2 separate regions of the Drosophila melanogaster genome follow, and region 2 is linked to region 1. A link is a contact called in public Hi-C data. All regions are on one chromosome and are shown on one strand. The core of a region is the stretch at or near the end of the contact, and the rest is flanking DNA. Distances in the headings are between cores, read along the strand shown.

What was found. Hi-C and Micro-C count contacts between places; a contact is called where the count stands out from the background.
Region 2: a contact with region 1 is called in a Hi-C map of the Kc167 cell line, with 1.9 times the contacts expected there. The contact joins the promoter of Atet here to the promoter of Reph in region 1. A contact is called at or near these places in 5 of 107 Hi-C or Micro-C datasets (the Kc167 cell line, the S2 cell line, embryo and 2 more).

Annotation. Positions count from the first base shown.
Region 1 is chr2L:3,801,746-3,805,065 of dm6, forward strand. It overlaps Reph (Regulator of eph expression), which reads left to right and starts at 1,800. Exons shown (of 4, transcript NM_143795.4): 1 at 1,800-1,985. bark (bark beetle) reads left to right here. Exons shown (of 12, transcript NM_134964.4): 12 at 1-981. The coding sequence ends at 500.
Region 2 is chr2L:4,332,177-4,335,496 of dm6, forward strand. Atet (ABC transporter expressed in trachea) reads left to right here and starts at 1,737. Exons shown (of 7, transcript NM_001103609.3): 1 at 1,737-2,263.

The DNA of each region.
Region 1 (3,320 bases), core at 550-3,049:
TGCCCGAGTACCAAAGAAGCTCGCATAGCAGTTTTATGCCCCACCGAAGCAGCGGCGACTCACTGCCCTTTGATCAGAAGCTAGATCAATTCAACTACTCTACAGAGTCCTCACTGTACCGCCCAGCGCCTGCGGTTCCCAGTAGTCAGCAAGCAACACCGGCGGACATGCGACGTCCGGACTCGTATTATACTGCCGTCAGGAGTAGTAAAGCTCCAGTATCACATTACCGGACACCGAGGCCACTGGCACAGCCACCGGCTGCACCAAATGTGGCGCCCGCGGGTGGACCGGCGCAACGGCGTCCCAAGACGGTTTACCAAACCGCATCCGAGGAGTCGTCGCCAACGACACCGTCACCACTGACCAATCAGTACCACCGCTCCAAATCGGAGGCTCTACTCGAAACAGATTTCGATGGGGATGGAGGATCGGTTGGTCTGCAGCCACTGCAAACAAACGGACGAAGTCACAGTCAGCCCCTGGAAACGGCCATGTGAAGTGCCGTCATCAAATCCATACTCTAATTTAACACTCACTTTACACATTAACCCTTTACGGAACTGACTAAATACTAGGACAAATTTGTATTTTATTTATAGAGTAAGAGCTGCTACTTGTATTTAGTATTCGTTTGTAAGCTTAGCGTTTTGGATGAAACAGAATACTTTGATTTTTCTTTTCTTTAGCTTACCTACAATTACAATTATTATTTTGTCAGTTTCGTTTAGGATAACAACCACCACAGCTTCGTAGCTTTTAGTTTGCCCTTAAAAATTATAGTATACTTTTTAAAATCGAGATTACGATTGAGAGAGACCAAGAGAGACGAACACGCCCGCCCGTTGTTTTTTTTTGTGGTAAACTTAAATCATTCCATCCATTAACTTTAAGTCTACCATTAACTATTGCCGAAACGAATTAGTTCTAAGTTGTTGTACATACACAGAAAAATAAAACAAAATTAAAAAAGAAATCATTAAAATCGGGTCGTTTTTATATAAAAAAAAAAGCACCTAATACATGGGTTTCCCCTATCTTAGTATATAGTAATAAGTAATTATTTAGGTCAGTTTCAACAGTTAAATTCAAATTTAATGTGCGCCCAACAATTGATTTTCCATGGAACAAATATTAACGGTTCGAGTCTGCGATAAATGTAAAACTCAGAACTGTAGAAATAATTTTACATGATAACAGTTATCTGCCATCTCTGATTAAAATAATTTATAATTTATTTACACCTTACTTATTGCAATCTCTTAATTGCATTGCTCTTGTTAAGTACCAATCAACAGCGATATAATTAAAAGGTATGAAATTTCGATCATATTAGATTCAAAGTGATGTGTCTCAATTTAAATTGGGCATTGAGAACTTAATAGTTTTTTCTTAAAAAATGTTCATTGGGTAAGCTCTTTATGCAAGGCACGCGCAAAAAAAAGAAAACTGTTGTTGCTGGAGAGTGTTGCCAGCTCTGAGCGACAAGTTCTATAGAAATTGAAAAACCTAAATAGTATTCGTATTCTTATATATCTAACATAGTATCTAGATGTCAAAATCTTGATATCTAATAATATGAGCTGTTCACACACACATCAATTTCCTAAAAAGCAATGGTAATGAATACGGTTGACAATAGAAATTATGCATTTCGTATTAATGCTAGAAAAAGCCCAAGTTGGCAACACTGCTGGCACAGAGCACGCGTGCTCGCTCTTCGTTTCTTTTTGAGCGCTTGTTTAGTTGGTCAACTCTCCAAAGAACGCGTCGCGTGCTGTTTAATTTCTGTAGTAAGCGCCATTCATCGTTTTTCACTCGCCGCCGTTGGTCCGTTTTTCCGCTGGTTTTCCTGCAATTCCACAACCGAAAAAATCTAATAAATTTAATTTCCTAATAAAATACACAATTTTGTGATCAAACAAAAGGAAAACCAACATCTATAGAGGGAGACGGAGATACGCGAGAGAGAGCGAGCGAATCAAGTAAGTTTTCGACTAACGGTGACTGTGGCAATATGTGTACGTGCGTGTGTGTGAGGTGAGAGAAAGAGGGTCCTGCTGAAGTTGCAAGTGCTAAATTTAGAACTCAAGCTGAAGGCTGCACCACGACTACCTCCCCTCCACCCACCACCCACCTACGTCAGACGCTCTCTCCAGTAAACGAAACAGAGACAGAGAAAGAGAGAAAAATACACTCTTGCTGTGTGTGTGTGGTATGAATGGAACAAAAGTACTTGTTCTTGCGGAGGAGCGAGACAGCTGATGTGTGCAAGTGTGTGTGGGCACGTAGACTCGTAGTAAAATTTTCCGCGTAAAATTGAAAGCAAATTGAAAAGCTCACGAGGGAGTTTGCAAATATAGTGGCAAAACTTAGAAGGAATAATAGCTTATTAAACATGTGTGTGCACAAGGCGAAAATCACATTTTCCTCATGAAACGAATGTAAGAAATCTAACCGTAAAATCTAAATGTTTGTATTTATTTTGTATCCTTTTTGAACAGGTATAATTTAATAATTTATTGTGCTTTCGGCTTTCCACACTTATCATATATTAGTTGAAACAAATTAAACAAATGTGGAATAAAGTTACATGACGTTTGTAAGAAACAATAAATTGAGAAAACTGCCTCGAGCAGCCGAAAAACCAGTTCGTGCGTAGTTTTCCATGTCATGTTTTCCCCATGTTTTCCACATTCGGTGTCGAAAAGCGAGCTCCAAACAATTTCCCATATCATCGTTGCAACTTTTTTGCCGTATTTCTTCACCTCCCCTTCGTTTACTTCTCTTCATTTACTTGCCTCTTCTTTTTGCTGCCACACGTTACTACTCATAGACATGAATATATAGGCATATAGTCATTGGAATAGGAACTTGCCCGCTCCAGCTGCTTCTTCTTTCGTCTATAAGTACCAAGGTGCGCGACAAAATTGTATGTTAAATTGTATGGAATGTTATCTGAAAAATCCGATTACATTTTTAAACGTTCCGTTGTCAGCTGATCTTGATCTTCTGTCTGCATTATGTATAAACCAAACCTAACAAAGGTGTGCAAAAAAAAAAGTCATAATGACTTAATGCTACTTAAACTTATACTTTCGTTCGGCATCTGTCCACCGATGTTGGAGGCACGAGTTGAGCGCGCATGTACAAAAGCACGCAGCGATACGTCAGCCCCCCTGCCCCCTCCATTTTCCATGAGCGCCCACACGGGCATCATCGCATCCACATCCAAAGTGTAGTAAGTGCACTTTGTGAGTGCGGCCAGGGTTGCCAGCGCTATTGCAAGCGCTATTTGAGCAATTGTTGGGTGGGAACGG
Region 2 (3,320 bases), core at 487-2,986, 530 kb after region 1:
TTTCCGAGCACTTGGTTATGCACTGACAATTGTTTTGGGAACCCATCGTTGCAATTCTAGATTTTAATTGCGGCGAAACACCTGAAAGTACTTCGAATGAACTGCAATTTGCACCCAACTTGACTTAATGGGCAAACGTACCTGCCAGATTTGCGTTACAATGCGGCGAAGTGCAACTGCACCTGACTGGCAGCAAAAACCATCCCATTAACTGATAAGAATCGATGACACTCCAGACTAATAGGGCATTCCCATTGCCATGGAAGCCATTGAAACCGAAATTGAAATCGAGTCCGACTATCGTCCATTGGCACTTTCATATATCTCGAGTTGAGACTTGCAAACACAGCTCCACATACATACATACATATGTGGTATTATATAGGCTTCGGTCAGAGCTGGCACTCAATTTAAATATGTAGCAGCTAAAAACAATTGGCGGCTGATATGAAAATAAACTATTATTAAGGTCGATGCGATTAAAGGTCCCCCGACTGCGCATTTTCCCCGAGACTAAGTGCTGGAAATATATTGTAGAATCACGTTTTGGCTTTGTTTGAGATATGATATGCAATCCAAATGGGGGAGGGACAAAATGTGGAAAGTGGGGGGAGGGAGGATTACTCATGCTGATATCAGCTCCCCTCTCCAATTGCCCCCACCACGCGATTCTTCCAAGAAATCGCAATTGTTTTTGTTTGGATTCAGTGCTTTGTTCTGCGATCGTGAGGTTCAAAGTTCGCTATCACTCAGACTAACAATGTTAGCGAAAACACTGAAACTCTTCAGGGATATCCAGCTACTAAAGAGTGAGAAATCAAGCGGCTCACGATGAAAAGTTCATCTGCTTATCAAGGCTTTTCCGATCTACACTTTCGACTGAAAATGGTCTTGAAACGTGCCATGTGTTAATTCTAGATTAAAATCCCATTAAAAAAAAAGATGGAATTGCCTAATTTAATTACGAAACAACGGCTTTTTTCGCCGTGTACTCCGCTCTCTTTCTCCTCGGGGAGTTTCGCTCCATCAAATCCAAGTGCAGCTGAACTCGAATCGCACTGGATTTCCCACTGGGCCGTCCCCCTTTGTGTGTGTTTACAGTCAGCTGTTTTCGGAGCAGCGGAACGCCAACGCACACTTGTGCGCCATGCGCACTACCGCTCACACACACACGCGGATTAATTTAAGTGTATGCCAGCATTTGAATTGAACGTTGGACAAAGCGAGAGAGCTGTGACTTCCCCATTGACGAAACAGCCGTAGTATCCGCAGTCGAGTGATGGGAAGGGTACACGTGCGTTGTACCTAGTAATACTAAGTAGATACTATATACATCAGATAACTGGGAGCATCAGCTACATCAGTATCTAACATTTGTAACTTCAAGAAGAGATAGATTTGAAAAGAAGTACAATAACTACACAATAATTGTTGTGCCAATTTTGTATCTCAGTATATATATTTACATATGTACCGAACTTTATATCTCCACATGCCAAGTATCTGAAAGATGCGTTAACTATTATTTATAATTTGTATCCGAGAGTCAGGTACAAGCAGCCAGGCAGCACTATTGCTATCCGGATGGCTGCGCTGGCTCACACAGATACAGATACATTTACAGATACAGATACGGGTACCAAAGTGCCAGAATGCCAGAACGGATACTCGTGAGCGAAAGCGCTCTCAGCTGGCAGCTGGTGGCTGGTAGCTTAGCAGCCGCCGCAGTTTCAATTTCAGTTCGCATTCAGTTCTTCGTCGTTCGCGCTGCCTGAATGTTGTTGCCTTCTGCGGTCGAGCGGGATTTTCGTTTTCGGCCAGGAATCGAGTCCAATCGCAACGGATCGCATCGCGGTGAATAAAAACACGTTTCGCCTAGGCAAAAGATACACTTTTGCGTATTCCTGGAGTGCCTCGCTTACCATCTGGTAATGGTATTTCGATTCTGTTCCTCTCACTCCCGTCGAATCGTCGAATTGTGGCGCATTTAAATAGCTGGCGTTGTTTGTTTGTTTGTTTGCTGGCTGCCGCGACCATAACACAGAATACAACAAAGAAGCCAAAGGCACGAGCACGAGTATCTCGCTGTCTCAGTATCTTCTGAAAGTATCTAATGTGCGCGGGAGCGGTACAGTGAATACGGTCTCTTCTGGCAGCGGCCGAAAAAAAAAAATATATAATGCTAATAAACCAAAAACACGTTTTATGCCATTTGTGTTTTGCTCTTCTCGGAAATAGGCCCCATCTTAATAGAAATCCAAAGGTGAGCACGAGTGAAGTAATTGCGTCTTTTTCGGGCTTCCTGCAGTCTGCAGTCGCAGTCGCAGATTTATTTAGCTACCAGCTACCCACCACCACCACCATAATAAACTTCGCAGCCGGAGTTATATGTAATATGCCTCCCCCTTTGGGTAGACCCATATGTATCTTTAATGTTTTCCTGCCGTTTGTATCTCGATAGAGCGCCTGCGCTCTCTTTTCAGGAGCAATTATTTGCAAAATGCTCCGGCGGTGGCTGTTGTTTTCAAATGTTTATGCCCCGCCGCGCGATTTGTTAATAGCAGATGACACATCTGAGCAGGTTGTAGTCTTCAGCCGCTCACGCCACCCGAAAAAAAAAATAACAATACGAAAGACCAATGAAAACCAGATCGGGCCAGCCAGATTTTCGTGGGTCAGTGGCTCGCGAGGGGGTGTACAGACTGACCTACTTCGATTACGGTTAGGGTAGGACCTCATCTCGGGTCATCCACCCACGAAATCTGTGAGAGAAGTGCTCAGTTCCGAGAAGCCCAAATTTAAAACTCCCCATCGTCCGGCGACCTGATTACCAGATTACCAAATCCGCAGCTGTGCGTGGCTAGTTTCGAGTGCCGGTGTTCCAAGTTCCCAGATAACGAGTCGGTGGGCGACAAACAGCTGGCCAGTCGCGTCAACTTGAATCGCACGGATGGGCCATATAACTATAGTTCGCAGTGTGTGCGATTACGCGCCTTACATCTTCGGCGATTAGCGAAAAGGAAGCCCGCGCCCAGTAGCAGGAAGCCTATCGGTCTGCCCATCTAATCGCTAGTCGAACTGCAAACAAATCTGTAATAAAAACCCGTGTACACTGAGCGAAACTCTCATTCCACAAACGAACTAAACATTGTCACAGAATGAACATATTTATCATGCTTTGAAAATGAACTTACGCATCCGGGCGAGTAATTCAATTTTTAAATAACAAACATCCTCTTAATTTGTTTACACGCTCAATTTATAAAAGTGTGGAAACTGTTTCCTATTACAAAAAAAAAGATTGGAAAATTTACTTGCAA